Linked DNA regions of Mus musculus: region 1 is linked to region 2. The links are chromatin contacts, called in public promoter capture Hi-C maps. All regions are on one chromosome and are shown on one strand. Each heading gives the region's core, a stretch centred on a gene start, on an enhancer-like site or on the middle of the called end of the contact. The rest is flanking DNA. Distances are from core to core; before and after follow the strand shown.

Region 1 (7,560 bases), core at 3,396-5,895, 530 kb before region 2:
GACTTTTCAGCAAAAGTTTAGTCTAGCTGGTGAGTTCCCTTGGGTGTTCTCAGCCACCACTTAGACACAGTATTGTGAACTAAGGCACAAGAAACTTTGTTATGCGTATTATACTCTTCCCTTCTCAGTAACTATATTTTCTTGAACCTTTCTTCAAACCCACCATCATTCCCACACTGATGGAGACCAGCACTGAAGGAGAAAACATTGCCAGTAGTTCAAAGGCACATTAGACTCAATGTTGTGCAGTCACTAATAAGAATGTGCAAACTATTTAAACCTCCACTATGAACCAGTCTTTGATCTGGGATCTATCTAGTGTCCTAATGCAGGAGATGCAAGTATGCATAAGCTTAAGCCCTAGGGAGACCACATCTTGAGTGAGCTTGTGGATTGTGAGTTTGCCTTGACCTACTTGAAAACATGCCCTGGGCCTTCCAGCTTGGAAAAAGAGTGTACCTTCTTGTTGTTGTTATTGTTGTTTCAAAAGCCCATAGTTGAGTGGCTTTGGAGATTTTAAGGAGCTGGACATTTTCAAAATGTTTGAATTTCTTAAAGTCTTTAAAATTATTCTGTTTTATATTGTGACATTAACACACTCTTGGAGACAAAAAGAAAAATGCTGTTTTAAATGTTTTAAATGCATTTGTGTATCAAGGACAAGAAATCAATTGTGCTGGTTAGGTATTTTGGTTTTTTGCTTGTTTGTTTGTTTTGTTTTGTTTCTATTTGACGCAAGGTAGAGTCACCAGGGAAGAGGGAACTTCTGAGAAAATGCCTGTAAAAGACTGGCCAGTGGGCAAGTCTATAAGGCAGTTTTTTCATTAATGATTGATGGGTCAGAGACCAGCTCACTATGGTTGGTACCATCCTAGGGCAGGTGGTCCTGAGTCATAAAGACACTCAGAGCAAGCCCCAGGGAGCAAGCCAGTAAGCAACATTGCTCCATGGCCAGCCTCTGCTTCAGTTCCCACCTCTAGGTTTTTACCCTGATTTCCTTTCATGCTGAGCTGTGATTAAAGCAAGGAAGTCATGTAAACCTCTCCTCCCCACGTTGTGCTTGGCCTGGGCATGGTGTTTATCTCAAACACAGAAAGCGAGCTAGGACATACATGTGTGCATACAAACATGTACTGATTAAGCTAGGACATACATGTGTGCATACATACATGTACTGATTAAGCTAGGACATACATTAAGCTAGGACATACATGTGTGCATACATACATGTACTGATTAAGCTAGGACATACATGTGTGCATACATACATGTACTGATTAAGCTAGGACATACATGTGTGCATACATACATATACTGATTAAGCTAGGACATACATGTGTGCATACATACATATACTGATTAAGCTAGGACATACATGTGTGCATACATACATATACTGATTAAGCTAGGACATACATGTGTGCACACATACATGTACTGATTAAGCTAGGACATACATGTGTGCATACATACATATACTGATTAAACCTCTCCTCCCCACGTTGTGTTTGGCCTGGGCATGGTGTTTATCACAAACACAGAAAGCAAGCTAGGACATACATGTGTGCATACATACATATACTGATTAAGCTAGGACATACATGTGTGCACACATACATGTACTGATTAAGCTAGGACATACATGTGTGCATACATACATATACTGATTAAGCTAGGACATACATGTGTGCATACATACATGTACTAATTAAGCTAGGACATACATGTGTGCATACATACATATACTGATTAAGCGAATCAGTGGTTTTGAATCAGTGTCTTACTACTTAGACCAGGCTAGTCTCACACTGGCATTCATCCCTTAGCAGCCTCTTGTACCATGCCAACTGCACCCCCTCTAGATTGTACTTTTAAAAGTGTGATAGGAAATATTTTAGGATTATGGTCCTTGTGATTTCTGTCACAATTATTCAACTGTGCATGAACGTCTCCGCAGTCAGTTTGTGTGGACAGTGTAGGTGAAACTGCATTCCAGTAAAATTTCACTTACAGAGAGTCAAGTGTATGACACATAATAAAGAAGGAGGATATGATAAAAGACTGGTAGGGATTTAATGACAAATAGCTCATATTGGTTGCTGGATGCCAGGATGCTGTCCAAGGAACCACCATTAAATAAAATAACCTCCAAACAGGGCAGTTCTTACGTATACAACCACACTCACAGAATCTGGTACTCTTGGGGTCATTAAATTACTTAATACTTTAACGAACAGATGTAAAATAGCACTAAAATGGAAAGTGTGCACACATCAGAAACATAGTTCAGATTGTCTATGAACATTGTTTTATATATAATATATATATATAGGGTTTTTTTTCCTTTTCACATATATGTACAGTTTCTAGACTGTAAAAGAGACCGCATGGCTCAAAGGATTAAGTGCTCACCTCCTTCTGCCTCAGGCTAAGTCTTTTAAGCTCCTAAACTTCAAGTTTTTCTTATTAAAGACAGCAAAAGAAGCTGGCTTTTGACCAAAATTTCCCAGGAAATAAATAGTACAAGTGCCTCCAACCCGGTATAAGTTGGATTAAGGAATCTTTAACATTTCAAGCATGAACCACAGGTACAAGAGTATCCTGAAGAAACACAATTCTTCTAAGATGGAAGACAAGAAATAACCAGCTGGGCGCATGGAATTTCATGTAATGCAGGCATGTTCCCTGAAGAAGAGACTAGAATCACATTGTAAATACACCATTCGAGCACTCGGTGTGGCTGGACAGTTTCTTCTGCTAAGGGGTTTGGCTCAGATAAGGAATAACACAGTAGCTGATTCTCTTATCCACAGCGATAGAAAGAACAAGAGAAGTCCATGGGTTTCTACTGCCATTACTTCACGCCATCTTGGTTATCCACAACCCACCAAACCCACTCTCTAACGCTGCTGTTCTGTAAAACATTTGATAATGGCTCTCCTGTGTGTAATAATGGCAGCAAAGGGCCAAAGCAAAACAAAAAGCCCATAAAGTGGTTAAAAATATATATGAAGAATCAAAAGTTGGATTACATTTCATTGGCAAACTCTTGAGAGAACTTAAAACAGGGAAGAGGTAGATGTGCATTTCAAAAAAAAAAAAGGAAAAAAATGAACTGGTTATGGTTGGGGTCACCTGTAACCCCAGCACTCTGGATCAGAGGCAGGGGCAGGTGGAGCTCTGTGAGTTCAAGGCCAGCCTGCTCTACAGGATGAGTTTCAGGACAGCCAGGGCTATGGAAAGAATCCTTGGAGAGAGAAAAACAGAGAGGGGGAGGGGAGGGAGAGAGGGAGAATGAAGACTGCTTACAAATTGGCTGCGTTGTTTTAAGTGGCTCTCATACACTGGGCACCTAGACAGCATGAGTCAGAATAGGCGGCACAGACTTTGCAAGTGTAAGTCTTCACTAAAGAAGACTGAAGAGAATTAGTGTTTTTCAAAACTAGCCCTAGCGTATCTGTTTTCATCTGTGAACAACAGTAAACAGATTAAGTGTACAAGATCAGCAGGTAATATACAAAAGCCCGGATGTTCCCCAGATTTCTTTTTTAGTGTCCCTAGAATGAAAAATAAAAAAATAAAAAATAAAAAAAACAAAAATGCTTCTTTAGAGTCCCCAAAGAAGCTCATTATGAAAATACAAATAATCAAGTATAAATCTCTAGCATTCACAGAAACTTGGCTAAAACTGTAAAAACAATTGTATGGTTTCCCCACCACACTTTCAACTGTGTCCAACAGTTCCAGATTCCCATGAATAATCTAGGGTAATAAATGTTAGTGAAGAAAACTTCACTGCCGGCCACCACACTGACTTCTAAAGGCTAATCTACGGGAGGGAACTTAAGGGTAGGTAACCAAAATCTATACAAGTTATTTGACTCCAGCTCCCTACTAGAAATAGAAGACAGTGAGAATACTGGAATCAGGTGACAAAGGCCAGCTTTGTCAATAAGGACATCTTTGGTCCTTCTAGGCTTTAATTTTTCCATCAAGTGTAAGAATGCTCAGTCTTCTTGCTTTATGATATAAATCAGAGCACGTAAGTCATCCTCGCAACCGAGCTTGGAACACAAAAGGGCAGGCTCCACCATTCATTGCCCTGGGCCTTTCTCTGAAAGGCTTACCACACTCCTCCCCCAGACTTTCCCCAGTCACAGTTTGCAATGCTGATGTATCTCACAGGCATGTGAGAAACACTAACAGTCATTAAAAAGCATAAAGCACTCTGTTAAATACAAAAGTGCTATTTTGGCATCTCGTATAACTGGAAAACATTCACTGTTTGTGCTATTTGGCAATTTTGCATTTCCAACTCTCCCTGACTGTGCCCTCCACGTGGACATGTGTGCCTCTTATATATGGGGGTCGGAGGTGGGGGGTCGGGGATGGGGCAGGGACGAAAATCCTGTTTGGATCACATCTCTCATTAATTTGTGAGTAATTTGGGGGTTCTTGGGGTCAGGGCACACGCATGCAAATGAAGGCACCCCAACCTGTGAACTTGGCTTTCCTGCTCTACACAAATCTACACAAAGCCAGCAAAACTGAGCCAGCTAGTTGACTTTTGTGAACAGTTTCTGAGGCAGCTGCTGACAGTCTACCGGTTTCCTGAAACCTACTCTCCACTGACAGCTGAGACCTGGCAGGCAAGTCCTAATTTACATAGCAGATGGGGCCATCCCTAGGCACCCCTGACCCTACATGAAGCTTGAGCAGTTTCAAGAATTAGCGAAGAAACCGGTGCAGGATTTCCTAAGAGATCTAAGAACCAATGTATGTGGATTTCTAAACTTTTGCCCTTTGACATAACTGTGCAGTTTTTCTGCTCGATTTCCCCAGGATGTCTCAAAATAGCAGCTGGGGCTCATAGAAAGGGAAGTGGATACTTAGCAACCTCTTCTATAGGGATGAGAAGGGTCGTAATAGAGCTGATAAGTGAGGTGTTAGGGCAAACTCAGGCTTACCATGCCCCGGGAGTGTGACATTCTTATTTCTACCCGCTTTTTGTTGTACGCCTGTAACTCTAAACAAATCACCTATCTCAGTTCTCACACAGTCCAAGCCTCTCTACACAGCCCCAAATGCCTTTCCTCGGGGTCCTCCCAACTCTGCTTTTCCAAGCTTTTCACTCTTCGCAGTGTGTATTTAAGTAAGCTATCAAGTCAAGCACATCTTCTAAGAGTTACTTTGAAGGTGGAGGTAGGCACCTCGAAGTAACAACTCTTATTAACCATCTCCTGGGGGGTGGGGTGGCAAACACCAAAAGGCTCCCCCAGACACTCTCAGACTGTCCCTCCTGCCCCTTCCCCAACATCTACAGATCAGTAGCCAGACGACTCCCACCGCCGCCTCATTCGGATGCCCTCCCTAACACAAGTGCAACTTCTGGTGCTGTGCAAGGTGCGTCTTGTAGCGGAAGCCCTTGCCACAGCCCGCGCATTTGTGAGGCTTGTTGCCGGTGTGGATGCGCCGGTGGCGGATGAGGTGGGAGCTCTGGATGAAGCTCTTGCCGCACTCGAGACATGTGTAGGGCTTCTCGCCGGTGTGCGTGCGCTGGTGCTGCGTGAGCGTGGAGAAGTCGCTGAAGCGCTTCTCGCACTGGCCGCAGCCGAAGGGCTTCTCGCCGGTGTGCACGCGCAGGTGGTTGACGAGGTGCGAGTTGCGGCCGAAGCCCTTGCCACACTCCCGGCACACGTAGGGCCGCTCGCCCGAGTGCGTGCGCTTGTGCGTGAAGAGGTGCGAGCTCACGCTGAAGGTCTCGCCGCACTCGGAGCACATGTAGGGCTTCTCGCCCGTGTGCACGCGCTGGTGCTTCACCAGGTCCGAGCGCCAGCTGAAGCGCTTGCCGCACTCGCCGCAGCCGTGCGGCTTCTCGCCGGTGTGGATGCGCTGGTGATTGGCCAGATGCGAGCGGCGCACGAACCCCTTGCCGCACTCCCCGCATGCGAAGGGCCGCAGCGCCGCCGCCGAGCCCGCCGAGCCCGCGCCGCCGCCCGCCGCCGCGTGCGCGCGCCGGTGGCTGAGCAAGTGCGAGCTGAGGCTGAAGGCTTCGCCGCACTCCGGGCACGGGTAGGGCTTCTCGCCCGTGTGCAGGCGCCGGTGCTTGAGCAGGTCGGCGCGCCAGCTGAAGCTCTTGCCGCAGTCGGCGCACAGGTTGGGCCGCTCGCCCGTGTGCAGCCGCAGGTGGTTGGTCAGGTAGGTGTTGCGGCTGAAGCCTTTGCCGCACTCCCCGCAGCGGAAGGGCTTTTCGCGAGGGGGCCGGGCCAGCGTGGGCCCCGCCCCGAAGCCGCCGGCCACGCCCATGCCCACGCCCATACCCATGCCCATCATCCCCACCACTCCTCCGCACTCGCCGGCCAAACCGAAGGGCTCCAAGCTGGCCACGGCGGCGGCCTCTGCCAGGCGGTGGATGCGCTGGTGCTGCAGGAATGCGGCGCCCGGGCTAAAGCTCTCCCCGCAGTCTGGGCAGATGGTGGGCGCGTCCATGATACTGGCCATCAGGCTGTCTAGTTCCCCGAGGTCCATGGCCATGGGGTGATGGAGCCGGTGGAAGCGGCGGTGAGCAGGCTTGTCACCCCGGTGTCGACCGCCCAGGGAGAGGTGACGCCTCCAAGGAAGCACGGGAGTAGGCAATGGATCTTCCTCCTCTATCAAGCGGTTCTCCCCAGCGCTTTCCTCTTCTTCGTCTTCCTCCTCTTCATCTTCCTCTCCCCGCGGACTCCGGGATATGCTGTCAGATTCTGACAGTCCTGGGAACAGAGCCATGTCAGCCACACCAGGCTGGTCGTCCTCTTCCTCACGGAGGATAGCCCTTTCTTCCTCACTCAGCCGCCCCTCTGCAACAGACAAGTTGGCAATGGGGTCAACTAGACCTGATGTGCCAGGAGGGTGAGCCAAAGGAGTAATGCCCCTCCCCCAGCCCCCTTACCCCTACTTTTTACTCGGCCTCTTCCCTACCAGTTTCCTCCTGCTAAGACTAAAGGATAATGCACTCTGCCCCACTGCCAACTCTCCTGGCAGACACCGCCTACTAGACACCCCAGCTTCTGCTCAGCTGAATCACCTGAAGCCTGCGAATGGCTAGGTTTGTACCAGATGGGAATATGTTTCCAGAAGAAAAAAACGAGGCGGGGGTGGGAGGGGGGATTCTCAACCATACTTTCTAAAGCTAGAGCCTCAAAACACAAGTCATGTTAATCACAGAAAGTATGAGACCAGTAGGACTCATCAGGTCCCAGACAGATTCTAAAACAAAACAACAACAACAAAACCATTTGGTCAGTCTGGGAACAACGTGCAAGCATGTCCAACCTTTGACATTGCAACAGTGTTGTCATCTACCAAGTTTGTGCTCAAAAAGCAGTCAAGTCTTAAGAAAAAAAAAATCAAAAGAGCTCATCTCTATAGCACTGGTTCTCAACCTTCCTGATGCTGCGACCCTTTAATATATAATTTCTCATGCTGTAGTGACCTCCAACCCTAAAATTGCTTCCCTTGCTACTTCATAATTGTAATTATGCTTCTGTTATGACTTGTAATGTAATTACCTGTGTTTTC
Region 2 (6,990 bases), core at 2,267-4,766:
GATTTACTGAAAATAAGCATGATTAGCATCTTGGACTTTCGGTTATGTAAGTTTCCAACCTTTCTAAATGGCATGGGTAAATCCTGTAGTATAAAATCATTCACCCACCCCTGCTCACTCCATCTCTGCACAAAGAGTACTACGTGCAATTCTGGTTTGTAAATTTAAAGACAGGCTAGAATTCAGAAAAACACTTCAAAAATAAACAAAGTTAATACTCATTTTCTGTGCAGGGACTAATTTCAACACTTTACATACTTTAGCTCACAATCATTATACTTACTCTAGGAGGTGCTTAGAATTATTATGCCAATATTCTATTTTAGAAACCAAATTTTGCCAAGGACACTATGGGGCTAGAAAGGGAAGAGCTAGGATTTGGCCTAGATAATCTGACCACATATAGCCCCTCTTCAAGCACTGTGACATTCCACTTCCATGATTAAAAGTGTTTCAACAGTAGATCCACCTTCTAAACAAAGTCTTGTCAATCATGTAATTCACAGGAAAAGCTCACGGAGCTGTGTGAGAACTAAGGAAGATCCGACAAAAACAACCTAACCAGTGCTTTACAGACAGACACAGCTTTCAATGTCAAAGTCACAAAGGGCTCACAGTCCCTTAGCTCAGCAAAAATACTTAGATGCCCTGCTTGTGCTTTCCACTTCACACAGAGAGCAAACCTCGGTCCACTCCACAGGATATGTTAGTGATCCAATAACGAAGAGAGGGAGAACAGCTGGATTGGCCATGAGGCAAACAAGATTATCCACCTCTATATTACAAAAGGTACAAGACAATGCTTTCCTCAGAACCTCAGGACTTTTCCCATCTTGCCTAGGCCTAGTGGACAACTAGTGCTATCAAATATCACCCTTCACCTTTCTAAGAATGTTTCAGTTTTGTTTTTGTTTTACAAACCAATGAGTATACCAAGTTTACTTAACAGGCACGGGTGAGAGATTAGACAGCCAAGTTCCACCCCATCATGGACATCATGGATGATGGATGACCTCATGAAGGTGCATCAGAGTCCCCTTTCCATTATTGCCCACTTCTTACCTCAATATTGCCAAAGATCACTAGCATTTTCCAAGAATGTTTAGCTAGGTCTTATCATTGATAAATCCTTGATGGACTCAGCCGGTCAAAGGCCAGTTGGACCAAGAATCAAGAGGCAGCCATTTTCCTCTACAGGGAATTATAGTAACCGCCCTGACGTGATAAGGGTGCAAGGCGGCTCGGCTGCACAGCGCAAATACAATACTTTTCAGACAGAACAGAGAGGTAGATAGAAGAAAGTGCAAAGGAAAAACGTCATTATAGGGAAAAGAAAAAAAGAAAAGAAAGAGTAGGAAAGGGACAAGATTATCAGTTAGCAAGTCTGGGATTTCAAAGAGAAGGTTGTTTCTCTACCTGTCCTAAGCCTAAATTACTAGGTAAGCAGTCAACACTGTATAAAACACTGTCTATATTATATGTGAATGTTACTCTCCTTCCTGTCTTAGCTGAATACCAGTCATCTTCAGTAATAAGGCAGTTAAGAGCTTACACAGGGGCTGGCTCCTAGTAAATATCTAAAAATAACTCAAGTTGTATCAGTACAAATAGTTAAAAGTATATGCATTACTTTGGCTTAGACAATTAGAGTACTTAATATACGACTATTTGGTCAAGATAATCTATGTCTTAAATGCAATTTCTGAGTTTGGTGTGGTGGTCTACACCTGTAACTCTAGCATTCAAAAGGCTAAGACAGTGGGGTCAGTTCAAGGCAAGCTCTATCTAGAAATTGTCCCAATTTTCTAAAAAAAAAAGTTATTTCTCCATTAGTAAGAAGTGACTACGTGGTTGAAAAGTCTTAAACAAGACAGTACAGAATAATGATTAGGAACGAAGGTTCTGGTCTAGAGCCAAACTGATACTGATTTTAAAAACAATAGCTTACTTAATAAAATACTGATTACTGAAACTGGCAATTCTCAACCAGGCCTGATTTTGTCCCTAAAGGAACTTTTGCTACTGCCGTCTGGAAGTAGAGGCCAAGGATAGACGCCCTACAAGGCACAGGACAGTCTCTCCCAACAAAGTATCAACCAGCTCCAAATGGGAACAGTCCCTGATAAAAACAGACCAACCCCCAAAGCAAAGCAAAGCACCATACCAGCACCAGCACCACCAACAACCCTGGGCACATTCCATTACCCTACTTGTTAGCAGTGTGACTTTAAGCCTAAGAGCCCCTGTGAAGGGCAATAAGAGCACACACTCTGACATGGGTGGTATGAGGAGGGCCAGAGAAATAGCACCCCTAGCACTCTCAGGACAGTGCTGTTCTATATGAGGCTGTGTGTGACGTTCTGTCTACTATCATGATGGTAAAACAAGAGTCTGAGACCGATGCTTCTGCAGACATTGAAGGTTCAGAAAGGCTTATTATTTAAAATCAAAATTAATAAAGGGAAATGATAAATCACAACCAGAAAAACAAAACAAAACACTTCTGTGGAGAACTTCTCATCAATGAAACAAACCAATATTGGCAGACCAATATCAAATAAATACCAAGTTTAAAATTAAGAAAGAATCCATGAATTTTTTTCAGAAAAATTTCAAAGCAGAGAGTAGGGGCCCACTGATATTGAGTAGCATTTCAGACCCACTTTGGTCCCTCTCCTCCATTAGACTTCAGTGCAACTGATCAGATTCTGCCCATCTCTACCCCACTGATACCCCTCACGGGGAAAATATTTTTCAAAGGAAGTGTTCTCTAAGACTCCCAGCCCCCAATCTCCTTTGTCCGGATCATATTCTTGGGCTCATCTGAATAATATACTTTATGAGAGCAGGAGAAAATCAGGCATAGCCGTGAAAGTAGGCACTTTACTGAACCTTGACAACTTTGTAAGTGGCAATATTACCTCATCCTCTATCAAAATATGTCATCGAGCTAGGTCAAGGATCAAGAGCTACAGGAAAGCGAGGTGAAGAAACCAAGGGTTGGTCTTCCCCAGATATATTAGTCAGCAGCCTTAACAGCAGCCCAAAAGAAAAGTCCTAAATTCTAAGAAGGTCCCTAAAAAGTCATCACAAACTGGGTGATCAAATTAAACCTGGATAAGCTTTCTCCGGGGCTTCTGTGTAGAGAGGAACAGTTACCACCATAACTCTAACTCCTTCCACAAGGATTTCTTCTCACAGGTAGTCTTTTCACGAGCAAACGGTAAAAGAGCTCTCGAGAAGAGGGGGAAGGAGTCTGTGAGGTCGCTAGGGTCTCACTAGCCGGGAGCAGGGCGAGCTCGGGGCTCCGGCAGCAGCTTACCTGCTCGTCCTCCTGCATCGAGGCGGCCAGCGGAAGGCCGTCCGCCACACGGGCGATCATCGTCAGCAGCACCATCTTCCCTGGCTACGGAGACCAGGCCGCCTCAGTCACTGTCCCTTCTTCTCCGGCGGCGGCCAGTTACACCTCCGGCTGAGGTCCCCAACAGCTAGCCGCTGGCGTCTCCGCTTCCCGCTGAGGTGGCCGGAAACGACTTCAGAGCTTTCCACTACCGGTCCTTTCAATTGGCTTCCCACCGAGAACCACAACCACCGGGAACTTTAGTTCCGCAGTCATTCCTCCGACCAAGTCCCGCCCACATTTGTGAATTTTTGTTTCCACTAAGTGGTGTCTCTGCAAGAGGAGTGGCGCTCAAGCTTAGTAGGGCTTGAAAGGTGACTGAGAGCGAACTTTTTAGACGAATGGAGTATGAAGCAACTGTAAAGCTATGTATTTTCAGATTTTTTTTACAGAGCATTTTATGTATAATATTTTATAATCTGTGTATGTCTCAGCAGAGATTCGTTTCTTGAGGGTTTTTCTGGCCTGGGTGTTTATACTGTCACAAAGTTCTTAAACAGTTTGTGGTAAGAGATTGGCAAATAGGAGCTGGAGAGACCGCCCCAGGGATCAAGAACTCTGGCTGTTCTTTCAGAGGACCGGAGTTCAACTCAGCACCCGCATGCTGGTTTACAACCATCAGTAACTCCAGTTCCAGGGGAATCTGACACCTTCTTCTGGCCTCTCCAACCTTTCCATGCACGTGCTGCACAGGCAGGAGCGGAAGTAAGCCACCCCCACACATGAAACTTTTAAAAAGAGATCAGCAATATTTAGTATTATATATATTTATTCATATATATATGTATATATATGCATATATTAATAAATGAAGAAGTACAGGGGGATCACATACATCATTAGCCTCCCCAAATCTAGGTTCTTGGCTGCCTCTATCATGGTATAGAAAGGGGAATCTTACCAGGCTTTCCAGTAATTTGGTTTTCACTTGCTTTTGAAGCAACCTCTAGATAATCACCGTTAAGGAAGAGTTCTCATCTCTCTCTTCTTTGGTGTCCTCATCAATGAGATAGGGATATTCTTGGCCTCAAGAGGGTTTTTGTAAATATTAAATGAGAAGAACGTGGAGGTACAGGGGTTTTGTAAACTTAGAAAAGGAAGGAAGGAAGGAAGGGAGGGAGGGAGGGAGGGAGAGAGAGAGAGAGAGAGAGAGAGAGAGAGAGAGAGAGAGAGAAAGAAAGGAAGAAAGAAAGAAAGGAATTATACAAATATACTTATTACATTAGTAATAACTATTCTTTGCTAAATACTTAGTGTCTTATGATTATCTGAACATTTAACTAAACAACTCTGTGAAATTTGTTAGCTGAAGGCTCTCACTTTATACTTGGGGAAGACTGCAAAGATTTTTCCAAGCAGGTCATGTAGTTAGAAGTGATGTAAACAGGCTTTGAGCTCAAGTTCAGCTCTAGCTACTGATTAATAAGCATTCTCTCATATTATCTCTCCTCTTTCATATATAATTCCCCCCTCCAGACAGTGTCTTGCTATGCAGCTCTGGTTGGCCTAGAACTCACCTATGCTGGCCTTGTATTTACAATCACATCCTCCCTTGCTTGCCACAGCTCACACCTGTCATTTGGCAACCTGAGCCAATGTGGAGTGGAAATCAATTTTGGAGTGTATAATGCCTTATTTGGTAGAATCATAATACATTTAGAATAGTCTACAGATACCACGATCTTTAACTTCTTTCTTCCACTCAACAAAGATATGTCTTCTACCATGATCTCAAATGATTGTCCTTGATCCGATAGAATAATTTTAGTAATAGGGGATAATGGCATAAATATTGGCAATAAGGCTACACCATGTGGGTCCGGGGAACAGAGAGAGCAAAGCATAGAATGTAGAGAGACTCTCTTGTGGAAGCATCACCTGCCAATAAAATACTGTTGGCTGTTGGCTGAGGCAGGAAATAGGAGTTCCAGTGGGGAGAGAGATTTCTAGGATAAAATGAGGTGAGGGAAGAGATTTGCCTGAATGCTGATGTAGAGATAATTAACCACGTGGCAGAACTTAGACTAGAATAAGTGGGCTGATTGACCTATGAGCTAACAGAAGTTAGCCAAAGCTTTTGGCCTGGGCAGTATTTATGAATAATTATTCATAGATAATTTTAGTCTCAGTGTCGTTATTTCAGGGAGCTCGGGTGCAGGTGGAAAGCCTATGGATACAGTAGGAGGCGTGTTCAGAGAAGCTGCCTCTCAGGTTTGTTTCAGTTTGTGCTCTCAGCTTTCTCCAAGGCCTATGTGCTCGTTGCCTGAGTGTTTCTCAGATGCCATTGCTTGTTTTAAATGGTTTTTAAGATTTTGTAATTTTTATGTTAGCACAGAAAACAGTAGGTTAGTTATGGTCTTTTCATGAACGTTTGCCATTTATCATTGTTTCTTTATGATAAATTCCACTCCTCTTGATTAGGCTTCTTGGGGTTCATTTTAGTTACAAAATTTCTTTATTGGGTCAAGTCCTGCCCCACCCCACCCCATGCCCAGTGCTGAGGAGCCAACCCAGGCCTTACACAAGCCAGGCAGACACTCATCCACTGAGCTACATCTCCAGCCCTCTACCAACCATTTCTTGCACCCCTAGGTTTTCCTTTTAAACATACAGCATGATTCTTGTGCCCTCAGGCATTGGAATTGTTATTTCAAGGGAAGGTGTGGTCTTCTCAGGTTGCTCAATGGGCAACCGGGAAAAGCTAGTACCATATCTGATCAGCGCCTCAGACCTTAGGAACTCTGGAATCTGAGTCACTTTTGCTTCCAACTCGATGCACATTATCCTGTTCACATCTGTTAGTGATTTCAAGCTCTTGGTCTTTGACCCTTTGAGCAACACACCACCATGTAATGATGAGCAGCTCTGTGCTAGATCCAGGGAAGGCCCTCCTTGACTATTTTACATTGAATGAAAAAAAATGAGAGAGAGAGAGAGAGAGAGAGAGGGAGAGAGAGAGAGAATATTCAAATTGCTGAAGTTCATGTTTATCCTTCACCTGCCTAAAACCTGACAACACACAATGTTATGAAATGAGTCAAATTCTAGACCCTTGGCAGTGGGAATGAGGACAGGCAGGGGACTGACTCACAGCTAGCCGTGCTAGAAAATTCTTGAAACATACCAAGCAATTGAACAATGCACATACCCAAATTAAATTAATAATATATTAAACTGCTACTGGGAAAGACTTGATTAGAGCAATGACAGATATTTCCAGGTGCCATCAAAGCGAGCAGGACAGTTGTGTACTCACTCAGCTCAGCATGTTACACACCCATACACACTAGTGCCTCTTCATGACTTTTTAAAAAAGGAACACTTTCTTACAGATTAGTACATGGCTCCCAGGCTGAGTATCTCCCTCTTCAGTCTCCACTTCTAAATGTAACCTCAAAAGAACGTTGAATTCTGGCCTACATAAATCAGCTTTTGTTCTGATTGGTCCTTTTCCATGCCAGTCAACTCAGTTGTGTTGTGTTGTGTTGTGTTGTGTTGTGTTGTGTTGTGTTGTATTGTGTTATGTTATATTATATTATGTTATTATTTTTGGCCTGTGCTCACCCTTTGGAGATGCCTCCAGGCATTGC

Evidence for each region. Promoter capture Hi-C pulls out the DNA fragments that hold promoters and counts their contacts.
Region 1: a promoter capture Hi-C map of pre-B cells shows a contact between it and region 2, with 7 times the contacts expected there. The contact joins the enhancer-like site here to the promoter of Sec22b in region 2. A contact is called at or near these places in 14 of 39 promoter capture datasets (the 3T3-L1 cell line, the C10 cell line, the HPC-7 cell line and 8 more), 1 of 484 Hi-C or Micro-C datasets (pre-B cells), 3 of 115 datasets of contacts at active chromatin or transcription factors (astrocytes, large pre-B cells and pro-B cells) and 2 of 9 other capture datasets (embryonic stem cells and liver).

Annotation. Positions count from the first base shown.
Region 1 is chr3:98,426,441-98,434,000 of GRCm38.p6, reverse strand. Zfp697 (zinc finger protein 697) reads right to left here. Exons shown (of 3, transcript NM_172863.4): 3 at 2,052-6,839. The coding sequence ends at 5,371. Among named protein-coding and RNA genes, the nearest start is that of Gm4450, 27 kb to the left of the region's middle. Within about 2 kb of position 4,645, at least 30 of the 459 cell types and tissues checked have an H3K27ac peak or open chromatin away from gene starts, as enhancers often do. A contact at or near this core is called in pre-B cells and pro-B cells, where this site is marked.
Region 2 is chr3:97,897,753-97,904,742 of GRCm38.p6, reverse strand. It overlaps Sec22b (SEC22 homolog B, vesicle trafficking protein), which reads right to left and starts at 3,516. Exons shown (of 5, transcript NM_011342.4): 1 at 3,323-3,516. The coding sequence starts at 3,397.